Regions from separate parts of the Sus scrofa genome. Here region 2 is linked to region 1. Evidence: chromatin contacts called from public HiChIP or PLAC-seq data. All regions are on one chromosome and are shown on one strand. The core of a region is the stretch at or near the end of the contact, and the rest is flanking DNA. Distances in the headings are between cores, read along the strand shown.

What was found. HiChIP or PLAC-seq counts read pairs in DNA pulled down with a chosen protein or histone mark.
Region 2: an H3K27ac HiChIP or PLAC-seq map of skeletal muscle shows a contact between it and region 1, with 3 times the contacts expected there. The contact joins the promoter of SMC5 here to the promoter of PTAR1 in region 1. A contact is called at or near these places in 1 of 5 promoter capture datasets (liver), 4 of 47 Hi-C or Micro-C datasets (embryonic fibroblasts, heart right ventricle, liver and 1 more) and 1 of 2 datasets of contacts at active chromatin or transcription factors (skeletal muscle).

The regions. Positions count from the first base shown.
Region 1 is chr1:223,085,461-223,092,296 of Sscrofa11.1, reverse strand. It overlaps PTAR1 (protein prenyltransferase alpha subunit repeat-containing protein 1), which reads left to right and starts at 2,618. Exons shown (of 7, transcript XM_005654497.3): 1 at 2,618-2,832. The coding sequence starts at 2,747. It also overlaps a transcript of C1H9orf135 not described here.
Region 2 is chr1:223,557,407-223,564,242 of Sscrofa11.1, reverse strand. SMC5 (structural maintenance of chromosomes protein 5) reads right to left here and starts at 3,972. Exons shown (of 24, transcript XM_021064744.1): 1 at 3,641-3,972. The coding sequence starts at 3,837.

The sequences.
Region 1 (6,836 bases), core at 1,369-3,868:
CTCTAAAAAAATTTTTTTTTTTTTTTTTTTTTTTGCTTTTTAGGGCCATGCCTGTGGCATACGGAAGTTTCCAGGCTAGGGGTGGAATCAGAGCAATAGCTGTTGGCCTACACCACAGTCACAGCAAGCAGGATTTGAGCCACATCTGCAACCTACACCACAGCTCACCACAATGCTGGATCCTTAACCCACTGAACAAGCCGGAGATCAAACCTGTTCCTCATGGATACTGGTCAGATTTGTTAACCGCTGAGCCATGACAGGAACACCTAAAAACTTTTATTATAAAAATTATATTTTGTTCTTTGCATTATTTAGTAAAATTCTCCTATAAATATACCTCCTCCTAAGAGTTTGGTATATACTCTAGTTACAATGTGCTTTTAAATGACCAAATAGTATTTCAGCATATAGATTTGCTGTCATTTAATCAGTTCCCAATGTGGTGCAGTTAAGCTACTTACAATATCGCATTACTAGTATGTGTATTTTGCAGATGCCGGAACATAAATCTTTGAATCCTCAAAAAAATCATACTAGGAGTTTCCCTCGTGGCTCAGCAGAAATGAATCTGACTTGTATCCATGAGGACACAGGTTCGATCCCTGGCTTCACTCAGCAGTTTAAAGATCCAGCATTGCCACGGCTGTCGTGTAGGTCGCAGATGTAGCTCAGATCTGGCATTGCTGTGGCTTGGCACAGGCCAGTGGCTGTAGCTCTGATAGGATCCCTAGCCTGGGAACCTCCACATGCCATGGGTGAGCCCTAAAAGACAAAAAAAAAAAAAAAAAAAAAAAAAAAGCTAAATTTATCATATCCTATTCTTATACATGTATCATTATTAAAGTTACATGAATTTCAATTCTTCTTTGAACCTCAGCTTCCTTACCTGGAAAATAAGAGGGTTGGCTCAGAGTTCCAGTATACTTTAACTATAAAAAATTTGAATTCTAAACATAGCAGATCTTTAATAATTGGGTGATACAATTTGTGAACTCAGAAGAAACATGAGACATATAATTCACACCTTTCAAATGAGTATAAATAGGGTGTGTGTGCATATATGTGTGTGTATATGGGAAGGGGACACACAGAACCATAGAGGTGTTACTTTCCTGGAATATCAATTTCACTTCAAGATTTAGGGACAAAGTTTGGTTTTTTCCCTCTAAATGTATTAGAGTGAAACAAAAAAATCACACTAATTTTTAAGATAAAAATAAATTCTTAAAAAAATTTATATTTCAGTGCAGTTCTTTGAGATCTGCCCCAGAAGTCAGGATTTATTTCCCACTTCTATTAGGAAAGGATGCAAGGCTCTGATTCCTTGAAGAGGAAGAAGACTATCAGTGAACTCAAAACATTTCAGAATTGGTATCACATTTTAAGAGTAATTAGGACATTAGAGGTTGTCTTTGGGCTTGGAATCTAAAAACGAATTCAATCTACTGCCTCATTTGAGAATTTGCCAACAAGTTAGGGTTTGTTTGACCTGACTAAAACATGTTCCATCTTGCTTTTTACAATTTTATGCAACTTCTATCTCTTTTAAAAACCAGAAGACCAGTGTCGATACAGCAGGTCTTGCCTTTCTAAACATACCCACAGGGAGTATCAATCACTGAATATAGTTCATTTATATTTTTTATTCATTGCTTTACAATTTTGCCTCCTGTGTATGGTTTTTACTTTCACTACCACCAACTCTACTTCAAATGCTCCACATACATTCACATTAAACTTGCATTTAAAAAAAAAAAAAGTTTTTAAAAGATAACACTTCAAGGATTTAAGTAAAAGGAACTGAACCAAAAGCAGCCAGATTTTTCTAACAGAGAAGGTTGAAAGAAAATCTGATATACGAAAATTTGATTTATGGCATTTCAAAATCCAAACGGAATAGAAAGCCAGTTTTTCTTATAAAAATTATTTGTAGCAGGGTAAATAGTTATTAAGAACAAACCTTAACCGGGCCTTGTTTTTTTAACTCCAAAATTAACAGGCACCATTCAAAGGACACCAGATCTGAAAAACAGCTTTGTACTTCTACTTTCAACATGACAGCAAAGAACTTTTTCTTTATTCTCCTTTTTCTTCCTTTAATCCATTTAGTAATTTTTTAAAATTAACTTTTTGAAAAGAGTTGCCCAGTGGCCAGAACCGGCAGGCAGGTACAAAATGAGGTTACCAAGAAGGTCCGATTGGGACTCATTCCACCAAGAGCGTCTCTGAGCGGCCTCATCTCTCCAACTAAGAAAATAGAGACAAGCTCTCATACCGTGCCAAGGGACTAACTGCTTAACAGGGCTCTCACTCTTGGTTAAACTTTCTCGGAGCATTCTGGGACCTGGCTCGTTTCCTGAACAGCTGAGAGAGGATTGTTCAGGCCAGTCTCCGGCTTTGGAGTGATCTTAGGACCCCTCCCTCCTCAGCCCCAAGTGGACTAGAAATTAAAACAAAATGTGTACAACAGCGACCTGAAGTAACTGTAAATAAACCAGCAGCACCATCTCCTCCAATAATTGGGAAGTCCGGGACCAAGCCAACCACCGGAGCCCCACTAGGGACCACACCCCCGGTGCGGAGAGGGGGAGGGTAGCTGACCCGGAAGTGTTCCGCGGCGGCCGAGGAGCGGGGTCGGGGGCGCAGCCAAACCGGCGCACACGGGCGCGCTCCCCGCGGAACTCCCGCGGGCGGCTCGGCGCTCTCCCGGAGGCGCGCGCGAGCCGCCGCTGCCGCCACCAACATGGCCGAGACGAGTGAAGAAGTGGCGGTGCTGGTGCAAAGGGTGGTAAAGGACATCACCAATGCCTTCAGGAGGAACCCACACATGTGAGTCGCGCGCCCGCAGCTCCTCCTGCCTGCGCTGCCTCCGGGGGTCGTCGGGGGCGGGCGGGGGCGGGGCCAAGCCTGGAGGCGACCTCGGGCGGCGGGTTCTGGCCCACGCGCTCCTCTCGGGAGCGAACAGTGCTAGATCGGGGCTGGACCATTGTCGGCCGCCGCGGGGCCCGCTTTCCGCTACCCGAAGGCGTTTGCGGTTGAGTCCCTAGAAGTGACCTCAGAAAATTAAAACGTAGTGACTTTGTTTGGTTCTCCTCCCTACCACTCCTTTCCCAGGAGTTCACCAAACTCGGAAGACTTCACCTGTAAGTCCATGTCCTACATCCATTTAAGGTATAGGGGCAAAGACACACTGTGGGTCTGTGTGTGCTTTGTTAACTCAACTCATTGGATGCTCCTCCCGGATCTTCGTAAGGAGGGGTTACCGATCGTCTGTACTCTCCATGGGCCAGAAGACCCTCAGTTACTAGCCAGAGGTAGTTTCAGGCTGCTTTTGACTTTCGCTTCACCTAACCCAAGATTGTAGAGGGACATTTTGTTTTAAAAGCGAACAGAGCATTCTCAAGAGTGTAGCTTCTGTAGGCACAGGTTGGGTCTGGTGTAAAGCAGATGAAACCTCAACACTTTTTAGCATTAGCTGATTCATAGTTACAGGGAGCCTATTAACTCTTTTTATTCGAACACTGCTGCCCTCTTTAAGTAGGACACCACAAAACTGACACATGTATCTTTCCCTCCTTCCTCTCCATTTTACTCCGGATGGATACAAGAAGAGACTGCTTTCTTTCTGACACTTAGGCTTTCATGTAACGAGTGAAAAGAAAACTTAAAAGAAGAGGCATGTTACATATTATACAAAAGAATAAGGAAAAAGCAAGAGTGTAGCTCTTTTCCCATCCTTTCTCCCTCATCCCTTCTCCCCTCAAAAGAAAGAAACACAGAATCCAGTTTTACATTATTTTCACTTTAATTGCTGATGGAGTTTATTTTTAATATTTTATTCTTTCAACTGAAACACATGAATTATTCTTTTTAACTATTCTAACTCCTTAAGCTTTTCTGCTTAAAAGAGGTGCCAAAACTTCATCTAGATGAAGTGTTCTTTTCCTTCAAGGTGATGCCCTCAGATGTCTTGCTCCCTTGTGGCACTCAATTGGAGACCTGCAACTGTGCCTCATTAAAAACAAAACACTGCTGACCTCAAACCACACCTGCTGCCTCTAACAGGGTCCTCTTCCTTCTCCCTAGTGACTGCTGCCTTTTTCAGAATGAGAGTGTTTGGAATGATTTCCTGCCAGTAACCATAGTGGGTACTGGGCCTTCTAAAGAATGCTTTGATGCCTTGTTGTATATCAGTCTTTTAGTCCCTTTTGAGAATGAGAGCTTTAGCACAAACCAGAGACATCCTCCAAAAAAAAAGTTGGACAAATGAAGGGCCTATTTTCTTATCATTGCAGTTATTTTTCTTAAAAAAATTAAGGCAGAGGTTAGAAAAAAGACTAATAAGTACCATAATCATCTTTCTTTGTCTTCTTTGAAGTAAACTAGAAAAGCATCAGTATTTTATATTTGAAGAAATTGAGACTGAGTGTTCATTGGTTTGGCAGGGTGACACAGTGAAGTTTGGAACTTTTGGAACACATCCTAGTCCTTATGGATCATATTTATTGAAACTCGTAAAATATTTTAATGCCCCCCCCCGCCCCGCATGTTGCACTTTTCTATTTTTCTTTCTTAATTTTTTTTTTCTTTAACTTTTAGGGCTGCACCAGCAGCATATGGAAGTTCCCAGGCTAGGGGTCAAATTGGAGCTGCAGCTGCCAGCCTACACCACAGCCACAGCAACTGGGAATCTGAGCCATGCCTACAACCTACACCAGAGCCCATTGCAACAACAGATCCCCAACCCAATGAACGAGGCCAGGGATTGAACCTCATCCTCATGGATACAGTCGGCTCATCACTGCTGAGCCACAATGGGAACTCCCTATGTTGCATTTTTACAGTGAAATCTAATCAGTGTGCTCTATCAATTGTAATTAACTTATAATTATTAATAAACATTTGAGTCATTCAAGAGTTTAAAGTTGGAAATAAGTTGAGCATTTGAAATAATGCTGTATAATTACAGGTCTGAAAAATTTAAATAGCTTAACTCATTGTTTAATATTAATCTTCAGCTATATTTTAGCACATATTCCCTACAGTAAGAATATCTTTGGGAGTTCCTTGGTGGCTCAGTGTGTTAAGGATCTGGTGTTGTCACTGCTTTGGCATGGGTTACTGCTGTGGCACAGGTTCAGTCCCTGGCCCAGGAACTTCTGCATGCTTCAGTCACAGCCAAAAAAAAAAAAAAAAAAAAAAGAGGAGTTCCCTTCATGGCTCAGTGGTTACTGAACACAACTAGGATCCAGGAGGATATGGGTTCGATTCCTGGCCTAAGCGATGCTGTTGATACCGGAAAGATGATACCGGAATCTGGGTTCTTGTTCACAGCAGACACATAGGCAGCAAGCAAGCAAAGTCTTTATTAAAGGAAAGCAGATAGCTTCCAGCGTTTCTGGGAGGGGGGAGAAGAGTCCCCCCACTTCTCTATTGTCCCATAGGGGTTTTTATCCCTTAAAGATGGGGCGGGTACCAATGTGGGGTGCAGAGAGATGTGGTCTTCTCCCATTGGCCTTGCTTAGTTACCTATATCAGTCCTTGTCCATAGGGTTCTAGGGGTGGAAGTGTCCTATAAGTCTCATAGTTTCTTTGTCCTTTTCTTCCTGTAAACTGAGTCACAGGGAATTAGAGATTAAGGTCTCTCTAGGCATAGGTACACTCCCTATAGTAAACAAGGCCTGTGGGGATGTTACTCCCTGGAGCCCTTAAGCCACAAATGTTAATCAGTGGCCATATCAAAGAACACCTCAAAGCCCATGATCCTGCCCTGACTACCTGAGTTAATATTCTGTCTCACTGTGAGCTGTGGTGAGCTGTGGTGTAGGTCGCAGATGTGGCTCACATCCCAGGTTGCTATGGCTGTAGCATAGGCTGGCGGCTACAGCTCTGATTTGACTGCTAGCCTGGGAACCTCCACGTGCCTCAGGTGTGGCCCTAAAATAGAAAAAAATAAATAAAATAAAAAAGTGGCAAAGGGACAAAAGAAAAAAAATACAATATATAAAAAGAATATATTCAATAATATTACAAAACATTTTAAAATGTCTTATAATTTGGACTTTTCAGAATTGCTCATGCTTCTTCCCTTCATCTAATCCTTTTACTTCCAAAATAAATAGGCTGTATTTCTAGTTAGAAAAAAAGCATCATTTACCTTCAAAGTTAGTACCTGATTACACTTTTCAGTATTATACTAGAAAGTTTTTCATTCTTTTTGTAGTCCTTTTTTCTCCAATACAAGACATATCATAATTTTATTAGTGAACATCTATTCCAGTAAACATATTGACTTTGTCTCTGGAAATTTCTGGCCAGTAGTGTTGAAGATGCAATGGGTGAAATGTGGATTCTTTTTACTAGTGAGTGTGGATAGGTTACTCTTGCTCAGCCTGTTTCCTCTTTGTGATGCTGATGAAAGCACAGGAAAATCACCTCACACAGTATCTTACACTTTGTTGGCACTAGGTAAGTATTAGGTTTAACCTGAATCCCTATTTCCTTAGAAAATATATCGGCCAACTAAATGATGAATGAGAAACACTTTATAAACTGAAAAATACCGTACAAATGTTTGTGTGGTTGACTCTTAAAGAATGCTGTTGGAAAACACGTAAAGGCTTGTTCCAGAGACAGACATTAGCTTAATATATAGACCCTATGCTAATGTAGAAGACAACTGTTTACAATATAATTAGGGTCATGTTAAAGTTCTTATTTAGAAAGTTGTTATTTTTTATTACTCTAATATTCATTGAGCTCATACTATTTATGTAGAGAAAAATATTTTCACAGTATGGAATACAAAGAAGTACAAAATACAATTCTTTTTT
Region 2 (6,836 bases), core at 2,723-5,222, 470 kb before region 1:
GCTCTCTAGCCTCTACCTGCAATAGCGGCATCTAATCCTTATCAGTCCTCAGGGACAACTAGGGCAAAATGTGAAGCAAACTCTGACTCAGATATCTTTCCAACTTGTCTTTGAATATCTTTTTTTTTTTTTTTTTTTGTCTTTTTGGTATTTCTTGGGCCGCTCCCGCGGCATACGGAGGTTCCCAGGCTAGGGTCATATCGGAGCTGTAGCCACCGGCCTACGCCAGAGCCACAGCAACGCGAGATCGAGCCGCGTCTGCAACCTACACCACAGCTCAGGGCAATGCCGGATCCTTAACCCACTGAGGAAGGCCAGGGACCGAACCTGCAACTTCATGGTTCCTAGTCGGATTCATTAACCACTGCGCCAAGATGGGAACTCCTATCTTTGAATATCTTGAATTAGAACCCATAAGTAATGTTCTGTTCCCATAGAGTTTAAGTCAGCTGCCAACTAATTCCCCAAGAATAAAAGCTTAGCCCGCTACTAACCTGCCAAATATTTTAACCAAGTACACTTCAACTTTAATACTCAAAGAAATTAATAATTCTGAAATGCCAGGTGGTAATAAAATAAATACAGGTGAGTAGCATTTTCTGGCTGGTTTCCAACTCCATAACTCTGCACAGCACCTACCTATCTTTTCAGATGCTTTATTCTGTTAACAGCTGAGTCTTAAAGCAACTCTTTACAATGGTTAAAATAAAACTAGTTTGGGAATTTCAGACATCTGGAAAATTAACTGACTTGGAACTTCTTAATCCCAACACATGAAGCCCCATTTTTTAATACTTGCATTTCCTACCATTAAATTTCTGAGCTACTGCTGTTATCTCATGTATTCTTCACAGTCTTAGGTAGCATCTATAAGTCAGGTGACCTATAAATGCAATTACCACCTCGAGAATGCTATTTGGATGGCTCATAACAGACTTCAAAATTGAGAACTAAACCCACCATCTTTTCCATCTAAAGCCACTCTTGCGGTCTCTTAGTGAATGACATCAAGGCATTAGTTTTGCATCATCTTTGATTCTTACCTTCTCCTTCACCTCTATCCACACTACCACTCCTTCATCCAATCACCAAATCATGTTGGTAGAGAAACAAATCTGACATTACTTGTTTAAAAAAAAGAGAAAGAAAAATAGGACCCTTCATAATTTAGCTCTAACTCATCTTTTTCTACTATCTTCTTCCTCTATGCTCTAATAAGACCTCTAAATTCAATCCGTAAAGAATTTCCTTCAGTTTCTCGACTATCCCTTATGCTTCCTTCTTTTTCTAAGCCTTGTGCACACTATTCCTTCTGCCTAGCACTCTCTCTCTCCACTCTCAATCCCATTTGACTTGGGAAATCCTTTCCTAGACTACTCTCTCTGGCCATTTTGGTTTTCTATGCCTCAAAGACCTCTCCACTGTGAACATAAAACAAAACTTCACCTAGCTTTGCACTTTCCAACTACCTTTTCTTGCTCCTCTTCACATTCAAGCTATATTTCCCCACGTTCATTCACACTTCTATTACTTAGTTTTCTGCCTACACGACTTCATCAAAGAGTCAAAGATTTCCTAACTGCTAAATGCATGGGTTCTTTTCTCTCCTGTAATCTGAATTCAAAGTAGCAAATGATGTTTTTGGATCTTTTTCCTTGGCTTCTTTGATAATACTCTCCCACAGTTCTCCTCTTACTTCTCTGAACAGTTCCTTCTCAATCTGTGAGATATGCCTGGCCTTAAATACAGGGATTTCTCCAGGACTCTGTACTTGGTCTTCTATTCCCAATCATATTTCCTTTTGGGCAATTTCAACCATTTCTGCAATTTCAACAACCACTTATATGCATGATTTCCAATTCTCTCTCCTGTTCACATTTTCCAGTAAGCTCCAAACACTTAGAAATATTGCCTATAGGAGTTCCCTTGTGGTACAGTGGGTTAAGGATCTGGTGTTGCCATGGGAGTGGCTTGGGTTGCTGTTGTGGCATGGGTTTGATCCCCGGCCTGGGAACTTTGCATGCTGTGGGTACAGCAAAAAACCAAAAACCCTCCCTACAGAAATCTTTTAGATGTCCCACAGGAAACTTCAAGTCACAGGTTCCAAAAGGCATTTATTATCTTCCCCAAACTGTTCCTTCTACTGAATACCACTATAAATGTCCAATTCTCCAAGGCAGAGACTTAAGAAAAATGCTGCATCCTCCCTTACTATCATGCCTCACAAATAATCTGCAGCCGGACCCTGTCAAATCTCTTCTTTCTGCTCCCACTTTCCAGCGTTAGGGTCAAACTCTGAATCATCTCTGCCCTTGTATTGTAAAAGCCTTGTTGCCTTCACTTTTGCACCTTTTCTAAATGATCCTTCACAATGCTGCTGAAGTAATATGTCACATGTCATGCATGCACTTAACCTGGCAACCTACAGCATAGAACTGGAATTCCTCAGCATAGGAAACACAGACCCCCAAGAGTTGTCTTCAGTATAAACCCTGTTCACATATTCACATCCTGTGCTCTAACCATATTAAAATACTGGAAACTTCTTAATCATAACCATTTCAGGTAATTCCTTCTGTCAGCAATGCTCTTCCTTTTTAAGAATGTCATAATCTCCAGTACAAAGCCCTTCTCACAGTTGTGGACAAAATTAACCATTTTAGCCATTGCTCCCCCCTTGCATCCTGATGCACATATGTTATTAAGGCAAATACTTCGTTTGATTATATTTATCTTTCCTGATTTGGATTCAAACAACAATTCCGCTACTTATTAGCTGTGTAAACGTGGGCAAATTAACCTCTGAGCTTATCAATGGAAATAATATAAAGAGTTGTTACCAGGAAAGAATGAGAGCATTGTGTAAATAAAGCACCTACTTCTATAGCACATGACAGATGTTTGAAAAATAATGTTAGTAATGTTACTGCAATTCTGTTTTCCCTATGTTACTCTGCGCAAGCTTAAAAAAAAATAAATCTTAAATGAACTTTAAGGTGCTAAACAGATACACGGTATTTGTGTTAAAACATATTTAAAAATTCTACAGTGAGTATTATGGTTAGTTGTCTGAAGGGATAAAAAAGGAACCAGAAAGCCAGATTTGAAAGGGTCAAGGGTCTTCTGGGAGCGCAATAACTGAGAGTAAGGCTTAATTTTCAGGTACATTTCAACCTCCATTAGGAAACCTTCACCATCTTTGTCCACCTAGCAACTGCCTACTCTTCACGAATCTGTCACGGCATCACTGCCGTTCTGATTTAACTGTTGCTTCCTCTGAGTTCCCAAGAACCACAGTTTTGCCAATTACAGATTACGTCCTACCTCTACAGGCTGTGACTCCCAGGGGGCAGAGATCGAATCCCTACTACGTCCACTGCCCGCCATATGACGTCTTCAAACAACATTGGCGTTAAGAATTAAAAAAAAACATATCACCCAAGACACACTCCTACCACATCGACACACACGTCAATCTTCATGGCCGACGAATAAAACTCCTGACGGCAATCTCAGCACGAATTTACTGTTAAACCCACAAGCCAGGCACACATCCACCCACCTACCCCTGCACGCATGCAGCCTGCGCCCCCAGCCCGAGGGCCCGCTCGCCTCCCCAGCCCGGCCTCTGGCCACTCACAGGAAGTTCTCCATCGCGATGCGGACGATAGAGCCTTCTACGAAAGGCCCTGAAGACTGCAGCGGCAGTGGAGGCGGCGCCGCCGGCGGGGCCGAACTCTTTTTCTTGCTCGGGACCTCCGACGAGGGATCTCTGGGGAGAGCTCTCTTGGAGGCCAGGGGGATTGGTGTAGACGTTTTCTTGCTCGGTGTCGCCATTCTGGCTTCCTTTCCTTCTTGAGCTGGCTTCCGTTCCCACCGACCTGCAGCCCCTGCGCTCCAGCGCCCGGCTCCCGCGCGACCTGCCCTGGCGCGCGACTCCCCCACCCCCTGCCGGGAGCCCGCCCTCGCGCCTGCGTAGTTGAGATCGCTGGCGTCAGCGGTCACGCACCGCCCAGTGCTGGGCCTGGAAGGCCGAAACCCTTGCGAAAGCGGGGGTGGAGCTGGGGGAAGCTGCTTCCGGTCACTTTTCTCTATGTCTGTATACTTTGAGAAGTTTTGTTTTGGTTTTGTTTTTTAACTCAAAAAAAGACATCAGTTGCATTTAGTATTTTGAAAGCCTTTTCAGTGCTCTGAGGAAACATCCGGGAGAGAAAGGAGGACGGTGTTTGTGATGGCACCTCGTGTGGGCAACGTCAGACCCCATTGGTGATGCTCGGAGTCTGCCCTCGGTTCGGGCCTCTTCGTCTTCTTTCTTTGTTTTCAAGCAGGTTCCCATGTCCAAAAAGAAAGAAAAGAAAGGAAACTCTTCCAAATGGCTCTATGCCTTCCTCTCTCTTAAAGCATGGCGCTATGGTCTCCTGCACTCTCCAACTGGTAGAAAGACTGCACCACACAGATTCTCCTCATTGACTGTCCATCCCCTCGTTAATTCCCTTTTAAGACTCCCTCCCTCGAAGTTTCCGGAAACCCCGGAGCTCCCTGGCATGGTGTAGAGGGTGTTCCACTTAAACTGGCTCACATTTGTCTAATTAACCTCCCTTTTAAGATGAGCTTCCTGCGACCTACTTATGTGTCATTCCTCAACTGATAATGTCTAATCTACCAGAGGCTGGGTTGTGGCCTTGAGGGAGTGAGTGGAGAGATAGAAAAAGAACAAGTTAACCTAATTTCTGGCGGAGATAGATGCTCAGAAGAGAAAAACAGAATGAATGTGATGGAGAGGCAGGGAAGGCCTGTCAGAGGGAGTGATATTTGGGCTAAACCCTGAAGGCGAAGAAAGAGCCAGGTGTGGAAATAAGAAAAGAGCATTCTGGGCAAAGACAAAGGCTGTGGTTGGGGGAGTAAACCATGGAAGGAGTTAACAAAGGGAAGGCTGGCAGTAGAACCCTGATTTCTGACTCCTGGACCAATGCTCCTTTTCCAGGTTTCTGATTCTTTCTCTCACAGGAGTGAAATCCACGCTCTCAAAGTTATAATCAACGAAAAAATGAGTTGGAAAAACATGTAAAATTTTCATGGTTATTAGGAAAAAAATATATATTTATAAAATTTTGACTTTGCTTGCAGCATGAAGTTCCCAGGCCAAGGATGTAACCTGCACTATAGCTGTAACCACGGCAGTGACAATTCTGGATCCTTAAGCTGCTGAGCCACCAAGGAGCTCCACAAAAAAATTTTAAATAGAAATTAAAGAAGAATTTTGAAACTTCTGAACAGGAAATAATAAAGATAGTGTTTAGGAGGGCACTATACCGTTATATGCTACACTGCTAGTAGAAATTGTTTGAAAAGTAACTTGGTACTCTGCTTCAAGAGCCTTTGATGAGTCAATTTCTTTGGAGAAATAGTTGTATTTGGGAAAATCTACCCTAATAGTAAAATAATACAGGCAGCAGTAATAGGAGTTAAGAGTGGGGAACCAATATAACCATCTTTATACCATCAACAGTTCTTCAGTGAATTAATCAAATTATGCTTATAAACTTGAAAGTTGGGAAAGGGCCTCTGAACTTGTGATGACCCCACAAATGTGCACACACTATGCGTTCTTGCCTGAGCACCGCCAGTCATGCTCTACCACCATCTTTTGAAAAGGAAAATGTTACTGGTTTTGCTTCTAACCACAAAAGCAATAAGTGTTAAATGCAGAAATTTGGGGGACACAGAAAAAAACATACACAAACGGAAAACTTATAATTCCTCTACCCAGACTAATCACTGTTAAGATTTTGATGTGTTTTAACATCCTCTTTCCATATGTATATACTATGGTCCTTCTGTGTTAAAAAAAAAAAATACTGCACAAATTATGTATCCTGTTATTTAACCTTTTTCTCAATATATTATGAATATCTTTCCATGCCATTAAGTATTTTTCTGTGACATAGTTTCAACTATATAGTATTCTATCAAACAAATATACTGTAATTGATTTAAATACTTCTCTTTTGTTGGACTCTGTGTGACTGAAGTTAGCATGAACCAGGGATATGCTGGCATGTTACACTAGCTCAGTGCTTCCTACTATTGCTTAACAATTTCATGAACTCATAAAGGTAGACACATCTATCTTGCCACCTCTGGTTTCTTTAATTCTGCTGGTAAAAAATTGTCTTGAAAGGAGTAGTGTCATATAGGCAAAAGGAGAAGGTCTTTGGAAATAGAATATCTATTAATCAGAATCTGATGTTAATGAATGAATGAGTGAGCCACAATGGTTAATTCTACACACCCAGATCTTAAGACATCAGCTGAAGTCATCATGCCATCCTTGCTAGCTAACAGATGTGGCAAAGCAATTCTACTTAACTTTTTATTGACGAAGAAATAAGCGACCAGAAACCACTTTAAGCCATGGCCTTCCAATGCTATAGAAACTTTTAAAATTAACACAAACAAAAAGCTGGCAGAAAGGGGCAGGGTCAAAGTTATAAATATATTTCACCTAACCATCAGAGACTATCTTCTGTGTTCTCTTTCTTGGCTTCACTCCAAGCCCTAGGTAATGATGCCACAACAGCAAGAAGGTGGGGCAAGATGCATGGGATAGAACTCAGCTGTGGCAATCTCTGACCAAGAGTTTTCTCTTTCAGTTCTAACAAGAACCCTCTCAGGTTAACAAGAATAACCTCCTCTGGTTTATATACCAAGTGAGAAAGAATATTCCATTTTGATTTTTGCAAATTCATAAAGTGGAAAAGTGAACGCTTATGACTTGAAAGTGAGGGAAGAAGTCAAATGCTAAAACCTAAGTAAGTCCTTGTCTTCCCCCCACC